2 separate regions of the Mus musculus genome follow, and region 1 is linked to region 2. Evidence: chromatin contacts called from public promoter capture Hi-C data. All regions are on one chromosome and are shown on one strand. The core of a region is the stretch at or near the end of the contact, and the rest is flanking DNA. Distances in the headings are between cores, read along the strand shown. Region 1 holds the start of Glrx3 (glutaredoxin 3). Region 2 holds the start of Hmx2 (H6 homeobox 2).

Region 1 (3,601 bases), core at 14-2,513, 5.9 Mb after region 2:
TGGAGGAGCTGAGAGTTCCACCACTTGTTCCAAAGGCAGCCAGGAGGAGACTGGCTTCCAGGGAGCTAGGATGAGGGCCTTAAAGCACACACCCACAGTGACACACCTACTCCAATAGGGCCACACCTTCTAATAGTGCCACTCCCTGGGCTGAGCATATACAACCCATCGCACCTTGCAAACCTGTAATACAATACTATAATCAGGATGTTAATGTCCGCGTGTGACCCTGATGTCTTTCTGAGGTTTCTATGGCTTTATTGGTATTGGCGTATGTTTATTTTCTTACAGTCCTAAGTTTGGGGTTCTGCCCCCCCCCCCCCCAGCCAAGAAGCAGAACAATTTGTCCTGTTGCATTTGGAGCACTGTGATCCACATTTTTAGTAGGGGTGTTTCTCAAGATGTGTGTGACACAGCTTCCAGGGCTTTTGTAATCATAGGAGCAGGGCTGCCAATAGGATACAGGAGTGGCCACCGCAAGCAACTCTCCTGTGTTCTTTAAAATGGCTCAGTGAGCAGAGGTAAAAGGACATATTTAATTCCCAATCGATCGAAAATATTTCAATCTGTAATCTGTTACTGTTACTCAGGCTGGCCTGGAACTCACTGTAGAGCCCAGGCTGGACTCAAACTTAAGGAACTTCCTGCCTTAGCATGGGAAAGAGTGTGGAGAAGATACCACTGGCGAGTCACTGCCCGTACAGGGAAGCTTCTAGTAAGAGGGTCATGGAGGCTGGGCCTGGGTGGGAAGGTGCAGGAACTCTAAAAAGGAGCCTAACGGTTCTTAGAGGCAATGGGGCGAGCCATTTAGGTCTTGTGTCAAGGCTGCAACGGCTAACAGGTGTCACAGAGTTGTACTGAAGGTTGATTATGGGGTTCTGAGGGCACCTCTAGAAGAGTTCGAGTTTCCTCCAGGACTGAGGTACAAGGACTATCAGGGTTGTGCTCAGACACTATTGTTTTTTTAGTCTTAAGACTTCCTAGTTCATCTTTATGCAGCTTCATGTGAGATTTCAGCTTGCCAATGTTCTATTCTGACTTCACTCTAATTTACAATACACACATACTTACATCCCTTCCTATTACAGGTTTCTGAGCTCCAGAGCTACAACAGCCAGGGGCCAAGGCATCTAGCTAGTTAGCACACCAATACAAAGCAAGGAGGCTCCGCTAGCCCAACCCAGAGCCTCCCAGTTCTCCCAGTCCGAGGGCGTGACCTTCAGTGCCGGAGGGCGTGGCATAGTGTGTCAGGGGTGGGCCCCCGATCTCAGCGGGCGTGGCTTCCCCGTGCGCAGCCTCCTCGCGTGTCCGTCCGGCCCTATCGAGCCTCCGGCGCTCGACTGCTGGTGTCTGGCGGAGACAGCATGGCGGCGGGGGCGGCCGAGGCAGGCGAGGCAGCCGTGGCAGTGGTGGAAGTCGGCTCTGCCCAGCAGTTTGAAGAGCTACTGCGCCTCAAAACCAAGTACGCGGGGGCGGCGAGAGGGCCCGGGGACCAGAGGGCGGCGGGCCGGGGGGTCACGGGACTTGGGGGCGGCTTCCCAACGCGGCACGTCCGGAGCTGAGCTCGTGGTCCAACGGCGGCCCTACTTGGGCCGCGGCGGTAGCCCCTCCTAGGGAAGCGGCCCGCGGCGGCCCGCGTGCACAATGGACCTGCCCTCCGGAGACCCGCATGTGGCGCCTCCTGAAGGAAGCCTTGGCTGGCGACCAGCCTGCAGGCCCAGCTAGGGTCCCGGGCTTTCCTGAACCACCAGCCGGCTAAGGGAGGGTCTGCGGCGGCCGGGTGCGCGCGCCTCGCCTTTGGCCAAGCCTTCCTGAGGCCAGCCCTGGGGATGCGTGGGAAACCAGGACCTCGGCGCTCTAGGATGCTGCCCTGCCTTGATCTGCATGCAGAGTGGTGAGGGAGGGGTTTCAGGGCCCACTGCCGGGGATCCCCAACCTCTCCTTAGCCCCTTATGTGCTTGTAATCCTGGGGCAAGTTTCCTAACCTCCCCTTCGGCTTCCTCCCGGGTGAATGGACCGGTTCTGTTAAAGCTCTGTTTTGTGGTTGGCGTACCGGAAGCTCTCTCCACTAATGTGGGGGCCTTGGTATCCTCACTGAGCAGAGTGGGCAGGTGGCAGATTGACTGGCTGACATCTGCTACTCCATACAGTATGGAGGAGAATTACAATAGCTCATTCAGAGGCTGGCAGTGTAGCTAGTGCTTAATACACAAGAAACCCTGAGTTCAACTTCTAGCACCGAAAACAACAACTCATCTTCATCAACAACAAAACCAGTCCTTTCCAACCCTTTCGCATTTCAGGTTTACTTGATTTTAAATTTTTTTCCCCCCAAAGAAAAGAAAAAGGGAGAATGAGAGTAACATTAAGTAGAAGCTGACTTCTGATGGATCCAGCCAGGTCGTTTACCAGGCGTTTCGGAGGACGTCAGAGATGGCCTCCTGAAGTGATGAGGGCTTGTGTGGACATGTCCTGAAAAGCTTGAACTTAAATCGTCTGAGAAGATTCTTTTATGTGTGTGTGTTTCACATGCTTAGTTTGTCTTTATGTTTCATGTGTTAAACAGGCCTTAGTGGGTAAAAGTTAGCATGCCATTTATTCTGCAAGTTCAAGGTCAGTTTGATCTTCATAGTGAGTTTCAGGCTAGCCAGAGGTATATAAGGAGACCCTATTGTAAAAAATCAGGAAACAAACATTTCTTTCCTCTCAAGGGGGGTGGGGGGCAAGACAAGAACAGCAACAAACCGCAAACCCATCTGCATGTATTCTTGTCACTGGTGTCTGCCTGAGATGACTCGGGAGACAGTGTTCCCGTCTGCAGTGACTGTTCAGAATGGGTCATGGGAAATGCTGTGTGACACCTGGGGAGTGACACCTGGGGAAGGATAGGAAGCCATCAAGAATACTAAATACGGGCTGGCGAGATGGCTCAGTGGGTAAGAGCACCCGACTGCTCTTCCAAAGGTCCGAAGTTCAAATCCCAGCAACCACATGGTGGCTCACAACCACCCATAATGAGACCTGATGCCCTCTTCTGGAGTGTCTGAAGACAGCTACAGTGTACAGTGTATTTATAATAAATAAATAAATCTTTAAAAAAAAAAAAAGAATACTAAATAGCACTTGTGGGTGCAGCCATTTCCATGTCAAGGCTTTTCAGGGTTGGTGTGGGTTGAAGTCTACTTTTTTGTTTTATTATTATTTTTTCATCATTTTATGTGTATTGCTGTATCGCCTGCAAGCAGCTGTCCACCACAAGCATGCAGTGCCCTCAGAGGCTAGAAGAGGGCGTTGGCTCCCCTGGGATTGCAGTTACAGATTGTTGTGGCCCCTGTGTAGGTGCTAGGAATGGAACTCCCTAGTCTTCTGTAAGAGCACTTAGTGTGCTCTTAATCATTGAGCCATCTGTCCAGCCCCAAAATTTTCTTTTTATATTAAAATTCTAACGTATTTACGTACTTGTAACTTTTTCTATATATATTTTTATATATGAAAGTTCTTATGTCTATGTAAGTTTTATGTTTATGTAAGTTACTGAAATCTCAGTTTCTGTCTATATAGTGGGGGTGGGAAATGGGTACCAGAGTTTGTGCCCATTCAT
Region 2 (3,383 bases), core at 840-3,339:
ATTGATTTGGCTCTAGCTTCGACGACACGGCCCAGATAACTGTGCTTTTGAAAAGCCAAGGGTTAGTTCATGAGTTTGAACATTTCTTTCTGGAATCTCCTCCTCTACCTCCGCGGGAGCGCGCTGGACCTGCTGTGATGAGGCTTCGGAGCTTGTGCCAGGGCCGCGCAGAGCAGGACGCACAAATTGTATTTCAGCGCCGGGTCCTTCCGGGTTAATGAGCTGACACCATGATTAAAGCTGACCATTTGTAATGTGTCTCGACCCCGCCGCAGAGCCCTGAAGAGGTTAATGCGGTGACGGAGGCCGGCACCTGCCCCTCGCCAGCCTCCCGGGCCTGGGCGCGCAGCCTCCTGGCCCTCCGCTCCCTCCCCTGCCCCGTCCCGGCTGCGCCACCGACCCCTAATCAATTAGCCCATTAACGAGCCCTTTGAGGAGTTAAGTAGGGAGAGTTCTGCCACGGGCAGGGCCGCAGTCGGTAACTCAGTGAGGCTAATGATATTATAAGCGCTTTACTCAATAACCCGGGAGCGGTGCAGGCGAGGAACTGCACCGTCACGGTGCAGGCTGGACATTTGTGGGGACCGACTCTACAGTCTCTCTTCACTCTTGGATCTTCTGGCATGTGTCTAAGGAAGGGAACAGGGTTTCTGGGACCTTAAGGGTGCAGCCAGGTTTGGCTGGAAGCTTTGGGTCTCGTTCCTTTCCATAAAGCTTGTGTAGATAACTGTCGCCTCAAATCCCTTTGCTTGCTTTGTTGAGATGACTCTAGATCAGGTAACAGGTGCTCTAGGGATTAAACAAGCAAGAGTCAGGGCTTAGGGAGAGGCCACAAGAAGGAAGGAGAGAGTCAGGTTTTATAAAGCTGTACCTTGACCTCTGAAAGGAAAGCAACACTTCAAATAATTTTAGGATGGGGAAAACGAGGCGTGGAAAGTGTACATATCTTGCCCAAAGACACCCTACCTATATTTAACAGGATCCTGTCCAATTCTAAAAAGTCCCCATACCTACCTACTTCGTTTCCTTCCAGAAGCAGCGTAGCCATTTTGAGACCGCCAGTATTTACCAGCAAAATAAAGTAAATGAGTTTAGCTGCAGTGTGGGAAGGCGAGCTGTGTGGTATTCGGTCAAGGATTAGGAAATAACTATTCTGCACTCTGAGAGTTTATAGGTTTCTAGCTGACACATCATCACAACCAGAGAATGGGGGCAGGCGACACTAAGAAGTTTGCCAGGGGGCAGGGATGCTTCTACTGGGACCAGACTTGTTCAAGTTCACACAGTGCAAATGGCGTTTGCTGGAATGTGAGCCGGAACCTCGGGACATTTGGGGGCTACTCTGTTTCCAAAATCCTCTGCCCCCTTTAGTCAGCGGGGTCTTCAGGTCCAGAGCTGTAGAATTTCTTTGCTCCTGTGTCTCCCAGCGGAGAGCCACATACTGTCAATCCCCAACGCAGCGGGAGAAGACTCGTAGAGCGCTGTTAGTTCCCAAGAGGCTAGAAGGGGTTGAGGACTGGGGAGGGTGGCAGCAGCCTATGGTGTGCATCTTGGATGTGAGAGAGCCCCACCAGCTCGACCCCGGGCGCTGTTCTCGTTTCTGGAGAGGCAAGGCAAAGACCAGGAACACAGGCTGCAATCTAAGCTGCCTTCAGCCCCAGATGTTACGGGCTGGACAGAGCTGATGCGAGTGCGCGTCTAGGCTTGCTCCCGGAGCTTCCCGGTGCTGCGTGCTCGGCCCCAGCTTTTTAAAAAATTCCGGGGCCGCTCCGCGGCGCTGCGATTGGCCGCGGCCGGGTAACCTCTATGCAAATGAGGCCGCGCAGCCTCCGCGTCGCTGGAGACCGGTGGAGTTGTCAAACGAGGAAGGGACATTGGCACCGGGGCTGGGCGGGCTCACCCAGAGCCGGGCCGGCAGGGACCCGCGCACAGCGGTCCGGTGCCTGCGCGTCCTGGAGCAGAAGGGACGCCTCGCCAGCCTCGTAGCCCCCTCCCCTTGCTTTCCCTCCCGCCCCTCCCCCCGCCCGCCTGCCCGCACCACCTTCCACCCAGCCCCGCTCTAAAGGGAGTTCTTGGTTTCCTCCGATTTCTTATGAACCCAGGATGGGCAGCAAGGAAGATGTGGGGAAGGGATGTCCGGCGGCCGGTGGCGTCTCCAGCTTCACCATCCAGTCCATCCTGGGCGGGGGCCCCTCCGAGGCACCGCGGGAGCCCGCCGGGTGGCCAGCCAGGAAACGCAGCCTGTCTGTGTCCTCGGAGGAGGAGGAGCCGGAGGAAGGTTGGAAGGCTCCGGCTTGCTTCTGCCCAGATCCGCACGGCCCCAAGGAGCCAAGCCCTAAGCACCATACCCCCATCCCTTTCCCTTGCCTGGGTAAGGATCGCAGGTCGGGAGTCTGGCCCGAGTGAGCGTGAGCCGATGCGGTGTGTGATTGTCGGAGACGCGGAGCAGGGCATCCCCGGGTCACAGCCGGGCCGCTAGTGGTCCAGGCTAAGGGGAGGGGACTACGCACCCATGGTGCATTCTCGAAAAGGCCGGAAGGGCCGGCGCTGGGGAGAAGTAGAGGAATATTGGGGCGGTAAGGGGAAGACTGGGTAAGGGGAAGGAGGGTGAACCAGAGTGGGCCAGGAACTCTGCGGGCGGTACACAATGCTGGCCAAAATGGTTTCGCACGCCGGGTACTTTCTGTCCTGACTTAGTTCTGCAGGTCTGGTTTGGGTGTTCTGTCAGTCCTGCAGGCTCTATGTCTTTTCCCTCCTCTCGGCCTCTTCTCGAAGTGATTAGTACTCTAAAATGATTGACAGTGCTGAGTTTCAGAGAGGTAAAAGCTAACGGAGGACAGCCAAGGAGTTATGAATAAAATTAGCCCGACTCTCAAAGAAAACGGCCTGTAAAATGATGCTACCTTGTAGAGCTCAGTCCTCAAAGGCAAAAATCACCTTTAAAAAATGGTGTTAATGTCCCCATTCCAGACCCGGTACCACGTTTACTTTTATAAGAGTGGAAGGAGACCCTCCAGCTCGGATTATATGGAACCCTCTTCTGCTGCTTTGAAAGGCCGAGGCTCTGGACTTTGGGCGCTAGCAGGACGCAGTAGAAAAGGAAAGGGTTAGCAATAGGGGAATCAAGGATGCAGGCATCAGTCAACCTCCTTGTCCCCGGCAGAGCTGAGAGTCTTTAAGGCTCATCAACTCCATGGTCATTCTGTTTGTGCTCACTCTTCAGGTACCCCCAAGGGCAGCGGAGGCGCAGGGCCTGCGGCCTCGGAGCGCACGCCATTCCTTTCTCCTTCTCACCCGGACTTTAAGGAAGAGAAGGAGAGGCTTTTGCCGGCGGGCTCGCCTTCTCCGGGCCCGGAGCGGCCACGGGACGGCGGTGCGGAGCG

What was found. Promoter capture Hi-C pulls out the DNA fragments that hold promoters and counts their contacts.
Region 1: a promoter capture Hi-C map of pre-B cells shows a contact between it and region 2. The contact joins the promoter of Glrx3 here to the promoter of Hmx2 in region 2. A contact is called at or near these places in 1 of 39 promoter capture datasets (pre-B cells) and 1 of 484 Hi-C or Micro-C datasets (CD4 T cells).

The regions. Positions count from the first base shown.
Region 1 is chr7:137,436,310-137,439,910 of GRCm38.p6, forward strand. It overlaps Glrx3 (glutaredoxin 3), which reads left to right and starts at 1,264. Exons shown (of 11, transcript NM_023140.5): 1 at 1,264-1,462. The coding sequence starts at 1,365.
Region 2 is chr7:131,552,204-131,555,586 of GRCm38.p6, forward strand. Hmx2 (H6 homeobox 2) reads left to right here and starts at 2,090. Exons shown (of 2, transcript NM_145998.4): 1 at 2,090-2,371; 2 at 3,224-3,383. The coding sequence starts at 2,104.